Linked DNA regions of Mus musculus: region 1 is linked to region 2. Evidence: chromatin contacts called from public HiChIP or PLAC-seq data. All regions are on one chromosome and are shown on one strand. Each heading gives the region's core, a stretch centred on a gene start, on an enhancer-like site or on the middle of the called end of the contact. The rest is flanking DNA. Distances are from core to core; before and after follow the strand shown. Region 1 overlaps Polk (polymerase (DNA directed), kappa). Region 2 overlaps Sv2c (synaptic vesicle glycoprotein 2c).

Region 1 (6,009 bases), core at 2,464-4,963, 480 kb after region 2:
AGTAAATGTAAGCCGGGCATGGTGGCACATGCCTTTAATCTCAGCAAAGGTAGGAAGAGCTCTATGGATTTAAGGCCAGTCTGGGTTACATAATGACTGCCAGCACAGCCAGGGCTATACAGTAAGACCCTGCATAAAAACAAACCCCTTCACTGCAGTACTTACTGTTTATAAAATCAAAAGAGAAAAGTGACTTGTCAATCAGTAACAATTCTGACTAGATCAATAAACTACATCCCTGTATTCAAGTATAACTCCCCATCCAATTATAATATTCTTTTACATGGGAGGAAAGAAAAAGAGGAAAAAATGTGCACTCTCTTGCTTTTATATGCATATTATACAAATTCAAAGTAGAAAGCTTGGTAGCAAAAGCAACAGATTTGAAAGGCATTTACACATTTCATAGCTTAATGCTGTATTAAAATATTTTTATTTTTATTTTTTTTTATTTTTTGGTTTTTTTGAGACAGGGTTTCTCTGTATGGCTCTGGCTGTCCTGGAACTCACTTTGTAGACCAGGCTGGCCTCGAACTCAGAAATCCGCCTGCCTCTGCCTCCCAAGTGCTGGGATTAAAGGCATGTGCCACCATGCCCGGCTAAAATATTTTTAATTAATAAAAAGGATAGTAAATCAAACTTAGTGGCTTTATACTAAAAACTGAATCCTAGGTATTGAAAGAAGCTTGAACACACCTTTGTGGCTTCCATGATAATTTTGTTAATTTTCTCCTTATCCAACCCTTCCATGCCTGCTTTGTTATCGTTTAGTCCCATGCGGAGCAGGAGGTCGTCTTTGAAGTTGTCCTTTTCCTTTGTGTTATCCATGATGCAAACACGGTAATTTCTTAATATCTGCAAAGGCATACAAAATACGCACTGCTTTAAAAAGTGTGCACAGAAGGGCTGGAGACAACAACCATTAAGTAGAGGGCTCGCCTCATGCAAGAGGCTCAGGGTCCAACCCCCAGCATAACATCCGAGAGGGGTGGCAAACACTTGTAATCTTAGTGCTAGGGAAGCACAGAAGAAAGAATCAGGAGTTCAAGGTCATCTTCAGCTATAGAATAAGTTTGAGGCTAGTTCAAGCTACATGCAACCCTGTCTGAACAAACAAAACCATTTCCAAGTTCTTGAAAAATTACTCCTCAGCTAGAGGTGGTGGTGAACACTGCTAATCCCAGCACTTGGGAAGCAAAGGTAGGTAGATGGATCTCTGTGAGTTCGAGGCTGGCCTGGTATACAGAGTGATTTCCAGGAGAGCCAGGGTTACACAGAGAAACCCTGTCTTGAATAACACACCCCACTCCCCAACCCCACCCCTCAACTAAAACTAAAACCAAAACCAAAACCAGACCCTACTCAAATCCTTGCCATTATTATCCTCAGCTTTCTATCTTTTGGGAAACATGGGATGAACATTTCCTGCATGTTTTGTGCCAGCTATGCTGTTTGCTGCCCTCCATATGTGTGCTAAATAGCCCTAAAAGACAGATATTACTATTGCAGATAGAAAAAGAGGAGTCTCGGAACAAGTCTGCTAACATAAATTTGCTGGAAAATGACTACACATTTGTTAAAAAAAAATACCCAAGTCCATACCTCATTTTTTTCTATAGAAAAGGTTTTTTTTTAATGTGCTCCTCACCAACCCAAATTCATACCCTTTCATTCTCTCATTAAAACAACAGCAAAAAAAAAAATCCCAATCAAACAAAAAACTTAGAAACACACACACACACACACACACACACACACACACACACACACACGAAACCAAAATAAGCAAGCAAAAGACCAGTAAGGCAAAAAAATGCCCAATCGAAGCAATTTGAGACAGAAAGTCTACAAAAACTTTGGGTACATTTTGTGTTGGACATTGACTGCTAGGTGTGGGGCCTACCCTGAAGTATGGTTAATATACCCAGGAAACTCCATTGGGGAAAATACACTTTCAGTTGCAAGCAGATATCAAGTACAGATTGCTTCTTGGTGAGGGTTGGGGACTCGGGTCCTAGTCCTCTTCTCAGCAGTGGGACCATCTAGGCTTGAACCTGTGCAGGCAGTGTGTGTGGCCACAGTCTCTCTGAGTTTCTATGTGAATCTGTCCTGTTCCGAGGACCCTGTTTGCTTGGAGTCTTTCATCCCCTCTAGCTCTTACTTCTTTCTGCCTCGTCTGTTACAGTTCCCTGTGTGCTAAGGGAATGGCTTGATGAAGACATCTATTTAAGACAGTGCTCCAGAATCTTTTACTTCCTGCATACTGCCCAGCTGTGGTTCTCTGTGTTAGTTCCCATCTACTGCATGAAGTTGTTTCTCTGATGAGGGATGAGTGAGGGACTCATCTATGGGTATAGCAGAATGTTATTCGGAGATATTATACTGCCTTATATAATATATGGTTAGAACAGTGGTTCTCAAACTGTGGATCACAAACTGAAGACCACTGTTGTTTTTTATTACTGTTCTGAACAGCAATACTGGTTTTTCCATTAGGCCCAGGGCCTATCTAGTCTAGGGTTCTTGGCCACCACAGTGTTGTCAGACACAGGTGCCATCTCGTGGAGTGTACTTAAGTCCAATCAGAGTGGTGGGTTACTTCCAAATGTTTATGCCACTATTACAGCAGCAGCTCTTGTTGGCAGATCACCATTACAGATTACAGGGTTTGTAGCTGGGTTGATAGTTCCCCCTCTCCTCCAGTCGCATGAATGAGTACTTTCCAGTACCATGAACATGAGGCATTCAGGATGAAGCCTCTAGTGAGGCACCATCTCTACATTACCATGTTTGATGGAATTATATAAGTTCTGTATCAGCAGTAAGGAATTACCAACAGTTTTGGAAAACAACAAATAGCTTTAGAAATAGCCTGAGATATTTGGCAATTTCTTTGGTGTCACTTTGGCCAACGATTTAAATAGATGTAACCTATTCTGGGGACGGGAGGTTTTACATGGTGGCATAAGATTCTAGTTGTGGCATTGCCTCTTACTTGACGACTTCATTTTGATTTCTTTCATATATGTATATATTTTAAGAAGTGTCTATAGTAGTAGGTTTCCATATGGCCCCTCAAATGGCTCTAGTGTCAGTCCCCCCCCCCCACATCCTCCCTCACTTCTCCTTTCCTCTCCACATTTAGGCCTACCACGCTAGGAGGGCTTCCTCTTACCACTGTTCCTTTATAACAATATACCCTAAATTCTCTTCCCTGGGAGGTCCTCTCTTTTCCCCAGTCCCTTACTAGGTACCTAATCTCTGTGGATATACAGACTGTAGAGCACACATTGACAGCTTAAAAGCTAAGATCCACATATAAGAAAAAACATAGTGTTTGTCACTTTGGGTCTCGGTTTCTAGATTGATCCATTTATCTGAAATTTAAAAACTTTTTAAAACAAGCTGAACATTCCATCCCGTAAATGTACATTCCATTATTCGCGTATCAATTAATGGACAGCTTAGCTGTCATAAATTTCTGGTGATTATGAGTAGAAAATCCATGAACAAGTAAGTATCTCTGGGTTGGACGTAGAGATCCTTTGGATATATGCCCAAGAGTGATCTAGCTGGATCTTGAAGTGGAATGATTTTCAGATTCCCAAGGAACCACCACATTGATCCTCACGGTGGCTGTACAAGTTTGTGTGTCATCAGCAAGAAGAGTTCCCCAACCCCACATCCTCACAAGTATGAGCTGTTATTTGTTTTATTGATTTTGGCCAATGGGACTGGTGCGAGTCAGAAAGTAGTTTTGATTTGCATTTCCCTGATGACTAAGGGTGTTGAACGTTTTTTTAAAGTGCTTCTCAACCAATTGTGTTTCATCTTTTGAGAACTGTTTAGTTCTGTACTCTACAATCAACTTGGGACACACACACACACTCAGATATGTAATTGGTATAGACCTTTCATAATGTGTAGCTTGCTGCTTTGCCTAATGGATGGTGTCCTTGGCCATACAGAAGCTCTTCGGTCTTATGAGGTTCCATTTATTGTTGGTTTTAGTGCCTGTGCTATTAGTGTCTTGTTAAGTTTTCCTGTGTCATGAGTTCAACACTATTTCCCATCTCTCGTACCAGAATCAGGGCCTTATATTGAGACCTTTGACCCATTTGGAACTATTTTGTGCAGGGTGATAAATATGGATCTATTCACATTCTTCTACATGCAGCCATTTGGTTTAACAGCACCATTTGCTGAAGATGCTGTCTTTTTTTTTTCAGTGTGTACTTCTGGCTTGTTAAAAAAAAAAAATCAAGTATCCGTAAGTGTGTGGACTTTAGTCTGAAGCCTTCAGTTCAATTCCATTAATCAACATGTCTGTTTTTATGCCAATCCATGATGTTATTATTAACATAGCTCTGTAGTCCTACTTGAGATTGGAGATGGTGATTACTTCTAATAGTTATTTTATTAACCAGAATTGTTATATTATTTTAGTTATCTTGCACTTTTTGAGTTTCCATATGAATCTGAAAATTGTTTTTTCAATGTGGTGAAGAAAAGTGTTGGAATATTGATGGAATTGTGTTGAGTCTGTAGATTGCTTTTGGTAGGATGGTCATTTTCATTACATTAATCCCATCAATCTATGACCATGAAAAATCTATCCAGCTTCTGGTATATAAGTTATTTCTTCAATGTCTTAAAGTTTTTATTATATAAGTCTTTCACTTGCATGATTAGAGTTACCCCAAATATTTTTAGAGGCTATTGTGAATGGTATTATTTCCCTGTTTTCTCAGTTTGACAGTTGTATATGGGAAAGCTACTGACTTTTGTGTGTTTTGTATACTGCTACTGAGTGTTTATCAGCAGTAGAAATTTCTCGATGGACTTTTTAATGCCTTTTATGTATAGAATCACATTATCTGCAAATAAAAAACCACAGACTTTTTCTTTTCTATTTGTATTTCCCTGGTCTCTTTCAGTTGGCTCTCTAGCTAAGACTTCAAGTACTGTATTGAATATGTGTGGAGAGAGTGGGCAGTCTTCTCTTGGTCCTCATTTCAGCACAAATGCTTGAAGTTTCTCTCTGGAATTGCTGTAACATAGCTTGCTGTGTTGCTGTGTCCTTTGTATCCTTAGTTTCTCCAGGACTTTTAACATAAAGGCATGATGGATTTTTGTCAAAGGCCTTCCTGCATCTAATGTGATGATCATGTGGTTTTTATCTTTTGGTCTGTTTATGTGATATATTACATATATTGATTTATGTATCTTCAACCATCTCTGGCTCTCTGGGTTAAAGCCAAGTTGATCAGACAACTGGGCAATAATTTTGATATGTTCTTAAATTTGGTTTGCAAGTATTTTATTGATTTTTTTTTTTGCACCTGTGTTTATAAAGGATATTGGTTTGTAATTCATTTTGTTGGTCTTTGTATCCTTAGGTATTGGGGTAATTGTGGCTCCATAAAAAGAATCGGGGAATGTTACTTCTGTTTCTACTTTGTAGAATAATTTAAGGAGTATTGACATTTATGTTCTGAAGATCTAATAGAATTCTGCACTGAATCCCTCTGTCCCTGAGCTTTTTGGATGAGGAAACTTTTAATTGCTGCTTCTATTTCATCAGGGGTTGTAGGACTGCTTAAATTCCTTATCTGATCTTGATTTAACTTTGGAAAGCCATATATGTCAAGAAATTTATCCATTTCTTTTATGCTTTCCGTGTAGTAGATTACAGATTTTTAAAGTATTTTTATTCTCTGGATATCATCAGTGTCTGTTGTCATGTCCCCTTTCCATCTCTAACTGTATTAATTTGATCTTCTCTTTCCTTCTACTAGTTAACTTGACTATGGGTTTGTCAATCTTACTGATTTTCTCAAAAGCACCAACTCTTCCTTTCATTGATTCTTTGTATTATCCTGTTTTGTTTCTATTTCATTGACTTCAGTCCTTAGTTTATTTTTTGCCATCTTATTTTGAGTGTTATTTTGCTGCTGCTGCTGTTGTTGTTCTAGAGCTTTCAGGGGTGCTACCAAGTTTCTAATATGA
Region 2 (6,232 bases), core at 950-3,449:
TGCTCCACCTGTCCCAGCTGCTCCACCTGTCCCAGCTGCTCCACCTGTCCCAGCTGCTCCACTGATCTTGTGCCCCGTGTGCTCCTGGCCAGCTCCACTCCACACAGATATTGGAGAGACAGTGGCTGTCTCACCTCCGAGTCCAGGAGTAAAAACACTCCTGGGAGAACAGGTCTCTCCTGGCGGGACCCGTGCACAGCGGGCTGTGGAACAGCCTCAGCTCCTAGAATGTCTTTCTTTAATTTCCCCCTTTTCTTCTCTTTCCCTCCCTCCCTCCCTCCCTCCCTCCCTCCCTCCCTCCCTCCCTCCCTCCCTCCCTCTCTTCCTTGCTTTTCTAGTGCTAGGGATCAACCCAAGGGCCTTGTGTATGCTATGCAAACACCATACCACTGAACAATATTCCCCAGCCCCACAGAGCATTTTTTGGCAGCAAGTCCCTCACTTAAAGCATTTATTTCTTTTCTCTAGGATGTGAATATTGTGACTACCGTAAATTCCTAGTGGGGTGACTGCAAACGTCTTTTATTAAACACACAGTGATTAACATCAGCGCACACATGGGCAGCAACCAGGTCCCAGTTCATCAGCCAAATCCTCAAGCAGGAAACAAGCATGTGGTAGATTAGCCAGTGAGAACTGGCTGGCTCTAGACCAGAGTGCACTTATAATTCTCTGTCTGGTTTTTTGAGGAGCACATACTAGGTCAGTTTTAAGTTTCAACAATGTTTGAACAGCTTTTAATGGTTACATTACAACCCAGGATATTCGTGGGAAATAGAATGTCTCTCTCACAAATCATCTCATGCCATTGCTTTTCCATCTGCTGTGTAGAATCTATATTTTCTGTGACATAATCTCCCTCTTCTACAGCATCACCCCGTGTGTATATATATGTGTGTGTGTCTGTGTGTGTGTGTGTGTGTGTGTGTGTGAGAGAGAGAGAGAGAGAGAGAGAGCACATTTGGAGGTCTGAAGACAGATCCAGGTGTTGGTCCTTGCTTCCTACCTAGTAAGAGACAGACTCTCTTCAGGTTGCTTGGTCCCCCGTAAACATGACAGCTTGGCTCTCCTGCAAACTTCCAGGGCTTCTCTTGTCTCCACCTCCCACCTCTCTCCATGCTCACACCATGCAGTCAGCTTTCACACGGCTTGAGGGGGGATTCACATTCAGATCCCCATGATTGCATGCATAGCAAATACCTTTACCCACTGGGTCATGTCTCTAGCCCTGGCATCGATTTTCAGGGCATAAAAGAATCCCTAGTTTTGATAGACTCTCCATATCTTAATTAGTGTTTTATCAGGATACTAGACACTCTGAAGGGAACAGCTTTAACTCATACTTCATGAAAGCAAAATTACATGCCAAGGCATGTCGGGCACCTTGGAACTGAGATAAATGTATTCTGACATGGCTAAAAATTTAAGACTGCCTGTTAAGTTTGCAATAAGTGAGAAGTAAAGGGAGAAAAAAATGCTCGAAGTATTCAGTAATCGAGCTGATTTTGCTTCATTGTCTTTTTCTAAGGTGGTCCTTTTTGCATGGATAGCTCTCATCTGTACACCACGCTGCAAAGAACTCTAATTAAAAATAAATGAATCTAGCCAGGCGTGGTGGTGCATGTCTTTAATTCCAGCACTTGGGAGGCAGAGGCAGGCGGATTTCTGAGTTTGAGGCCAGCCTGGTCTACAGAGTGAGTTCCAGGACAGCCAGGACTACACAGAGAAACCCTGTCTTGAAAAAACAAAACATAAAAATAAAAAATAAATGACTCTGAGGAGGTAGTGTGGAGTGCTAGCAAATCCTTTCAAACTGTCTCTATTCTTCAAGATCTATAAAGCAATCCAAACACTCACTCATATTGTGGCCGGCCATCTAACATTACCATCTTCTGTAGGTTGATTTATTCAGAGGAAACCCATCCTTATTGTGCTGAAATGTTGCCTGTCTGTGGTGTTTCACCCTCTATGCAAAGAGAAGGTGCACACTGCCTGGTGTGCATCTTGTGCACCCATCACCTGGCCCAGGGGGTGTGCACCACATATTTTCTCCTAAGCCTTTCAGACTTTTTCATGGTGAAATAACACACCAGCACACTCTCCTGGACTATGCTGTTTTGATGACTTAAAGGTCCTGAAAAACAAGGGCACACACCACTTCCTAAATCAATATGACCATGCAAAAGCAGGGGATGTCAAGATGCCAGTACTGAATCATGGTATGAGTCAGCATACTTCCCAGCATTCCTGAGTTACCTTGTACTGTAGTCACTGTGCCTTATCTCACTTGGAGCTGATCAGAAAGCACTGGGCAACCCTGACGGATACCCCAGGAGCTCTTAAAACACCTGTGTGCCTTTCATAAAAATGTTGTAGCTTCAATAATTATCATCAATAAAAATTTCTTGATAAGAGGGGAAGGCAGGTACTTTTATGTCTTGTAAATACAATTTAGTTCCTACAAAAAAAAATAGTGATACCAAGATGAAGCTGCCCCACAGCCCAGCCTCCATTGCTTATAAATTTAAAAAGGTTTTCCGTTGCTGTTTTATATTAACATTTTCAGTGAGGGTCAAGTCAGAATTTACCAGAAGGAAAGGAAGAAAGAAAGAAAGAAAGAAAGAAAGAAAGAAAGAAAGAAAGAAAGAAAGGAAGAAAGAAAGAAAGAAAGAAAGAAAGAAAGAAAGAGAGAAAAAAGACAGGGAGACAGAAAGGCAGACAAACAGAAAATTTTAAAAATATGGACTAAGAGAAGGTGGAAATGGAGCCTTTAAACACAGCTGGTGATTATAAGTTGGTAGTCGAGATTTCTGGTTTCTTTGGCGACTCAGTTGTGTCATGTGTTTGTTTTTCTGGAAACTGTCTTGTGGGAGGATACATGTAGACACATAGGAGCAGACACGTAGGAGGATGTTTTGCTGAGAACAGACATGTGGTATTTTTCTGGAGGCAGCCTAGAAAAGGGGCATGTGATGTTTTGTTAGAGCAGAGGCTTGAGAGAGCACGTGATGTTTGGGAAGGATATAAATAAAGCCCAACGGACAGTGGATGACACTGAATGGTGTTGGTTTGCCTTGCTATTCTTTGTTGGTCACCACTGGGCTTTGCCGATGTTGTATGGTATTAGTACGCCTTTGCATTCTTTGTTTGTTTGTCATCATTTGTCATGACTTAATGGAGAGAAACACACCAAAAACTTCGGATGGTGTTGTGGTGACTTTTTGCTGCTTCTACAGATTCAGGCCACTGGTGGCTTCTTGCCACATCCTCAAATCTGGGTCAATTGGCAGAGCCTTGCAGTTTCTTCTGGATCAACCAGCTGTTGCTGATTGGTGAATGGTGTTTGTGAGAGAATCGAGCTGCTGCTGCCTGTGAACTGAACTGTTGATATCCTAACAACGCAGATTGGATTTGCTCCAAAGAAATATTTCTAAACAGATCCACATCTGCATTTGCTTTATTAACCTTTCCTTCCCACTACCTCTGGCGGGTTGTAGGCTAGTGTGAGGTTAAAGCATTTAACATGTTAAAAGTAGCTTTTGAAAAGTCAAAGCTTACGAAAGTTGCTCAATCAGTATATAAACCACTATTCTGGAGTTCCTAAAAATATGAAATAGGAATTGCCATATACAATCCTACTATAATACTTCTTGGTTTATATAAAAGGAGTCTAAATCAGCATACTACAGTGGCACCTGCATACCCAAGTTCACTGCGACACTGTTCACAACAGTCCAGGTATAGAACAACTGTCTACCAACTATTAATATTTTGGGTTGGGTGTTCTTCTTTTATTAGGGAAGTGTTCTATTGGTGAGTGGATAAAGAAAGTGTTGTGAATATACACAGCCCAGCTGCATTTGGACATGAGGAAGAATGAACTTATGTAATTTGTAGATTTCATGGGATCTTCCTACTGTCAAAATAAAAAGACTGAGAAAGACAAACAAGTTTTCTCTCATACACAGAAATAGATTATCAAAACAGTACATATAGCCCCAAAGCAGAAGGAAGACACATCGGGGGAGAGGGAGGACTACAGGGGGTGGGGCGGACAAGAGAGGCTGAGAAGGCAAACAGGAGCAAAGCACGATGCTATGCATGTATGGGAATGCAATGAAACCCATATGCTAGTCAAAAGGAAAACCACAAGGGGACAACATGCCTAACTACTAGTTCTTGTTGATGGTGCCTGCCACATTATGATATAATTTCTGAGAACACACCAGAGATAAATATTTTGGTGGGAGTTCTCACAGTGCATGTATCAGTAGCTCTTAAAAGTGTTTGTTTGTTTGGTTTGGTTTGGTTTGGTTTTGGTTGTCTCCTTTAACCATGACTGGGGTTATCTTTAGATGTCTAGAACTATCCAGAGGCATTGTTAGTTTCCCTAACTAACTGAGGAGGTGCTTCTGGTATCAAGAGGGTAGAGGCCAGGGAGGGTGCTAGAGATCTCTCCATGAGTAGTACAGGTCCCCAGGAAAAAAGAATTACCCACCTCCAATTATCAACAGTGTTGAGGATACGAAACAATTACAGTGAATGGAGATATAATATGAAAATATAATTGGTTTTATATTTTAAAAATCCATAACGTGAGGATTAGATAATTATCTTTTATACTACTTGATGGGTGAGACCTCCATAAATTAATTCCCTTAGCATGGAAAGCTTATTGTTCATTATGTCACGATAGTTATTAAAAGCTGCCCAGGATCCTTACTTTCAAGGTAATCTGTGATGGAATGTTTACATAAACGAAGCAATCAGAGTAGAGTGGCTCAAAGGAACTTCCTCAGCACAGACATTAAGTCTATCCTATGAGCTTCTAAAAATGTCAAATCTTAGTTACCCTTGGTAATACGAGCCACAGAAGTAATAACCATTAGAATCCACATTATACAGGAAGAAAATTATCCAGTTATAAATTTATATAAATTTGCACAAATGAACTTGAATATTGATAATTGGCACTTCAGAGTTGAAACAATACAATTTTAAATAATTAATAAGTAACATTAACTTCAGGTTTTTACAACAATATTTATAAAACTATAAAAGTAAGAAGTTATATACTGAATTGCATTCCTAGAATAAGTTGGGACTTCCATCCAGTACACACACTTTCTTAGGTGTATATATGATTCAATACAGGTATTGAAATCTAAGACAAGATGGGGTGGGATATTGTGCAAGACAAAGAGCACACCAGTCTTGCTGGCAGGAACCCCCCTTTTTTGGGAAATGTGAAGCAGGTTAGTGTGTAGTAGGTGACGGAAGATGCCAAGGATTATTATCTGCACAGATTTTTTAGAAGCAGGAAAGCCTGACTGTCTTAACTCCCACAATGCTCCAGTCCAAAAGGGAGGGTACAAATGGGTTCCTGGACCATGTCATATGGAATTGTACAGGCTGCTTTGGCTTGATAAATTTTCTCCAAAGACCCAAGCATCCCAGGCTTTGTCCCCAGCCTACTCAACGTTGACAGGTGCTAACTTCTATGAGGTGGCATCGAGTGGGAGGTGTCATGGCCACTGGGGATGTGCTATGGAAGGGAGTATTTGAACCATCATCTTCCAGTCTCTTCAAAATATTTCTTCTGGTTTTGATATTACAGTATAATTACAGAATTCTCCCCCTCCCTTTCCTCTGTCCAGGTCTTCCCATTAAACCCTCCTTGGCTTCTTTCAAATTCATGGCCTCTTTTTTCACTAATTGTTTCTCTCTCTCTCTCTCTCTCTCTCTCTCTCTCTCTCTCTCTCTCTCTCTCTTTCTCTCTCTCTCTCTCTCCTGCTTAATCTGAATATTGTCATTTGTACGTATGCTTTCAGGGCTGACTGTTTGTTGTTGGACAGCCAATTGGTGTGCTTTCCACTGGTAAAGATGCCCACTCTCAGCTTTCCTTAGTTGCCTCTAGTTCCTTGTATAGGGTTGAGGCCTCATGTTTCATCCCCATCCATTCTGGGATGCCCATTGTTGCCCTTGCTCAGCTTGTGTTTAGGCAGCCATGTTGGTGAGACTTTATGGATGCAGCTTCTGACATTACCAGGAGATAACCTCATGGCAAACGCCCTGATCCTCTGGCTCTTACAATCCCCTGTCCCCTCTCTGTAATGTTCCCTGTTCCTGGTGTGGGGGCCTTAGATGTGTCAGTTAGGACTGGGCTCCACAACTCTGTATTTTGATTGGTTATGGCTTTCTGTAGCAGTCTTCATATGTCAAAAGGAAAACT

Evidence for each region. HiChIP or PLAC-seq counts read pairs in DNA pulled down with a chosen protein or histone mark.
Region 1: a contact with region 2 is called in a FOXA1 HiChIP or PLAC-seq map of pancreatic cancer cells. The contact joins two enhancer-like sites. A contact is called at or near these places in 1 of 115 datasets of contacts at active chromatin or transcription factors (pancreatic cancer cells) and 1 of 9 other capture datasets (embryonic stem cells).

Annotation. Positions count from the first base shown.
Region 1 is chr13:96,518,333-96,524,341 of GRCm38.p6, forward strand. Polk (polymerase (DNA directed), kappa) reads right to left here. Exons shown (of 15, transcript NM_012048.3): 2 at 697-855. The coding sequence starts at 828. Among named protein-coding and RNA genes, the nearest start is that of Polk, 21 kb to the right of the region's middle. Within about 2 kb of position 3,714, at least 4 of the 459 cell types and tissues checked have an H3K27ac peak or open chromatin away from gene starts, as enhancers often do. A contact at or near this core is called in pancreatic cancer cells, where this site is marked.
Region 2 is chr13:96,037,527-96,043,758 of GRCm38.p6, forward strand. The region is part of intron 3 of Sv2c (synaptic vesicle glycoprotein 2c); the gene reads right to left. Among named protein-coding and RNA genes, the nearest start is that of Sv2c, 92 kb to the right of the region's middle. Within about 2 kb of position 2,200, at least 2 of the 459 cell types and tissues checked have an H3K27ac peak or open chromatin away from gene starts, as enhancers often do. A contact at or near this core is called in pancreatic cancer cells, where this site is marked.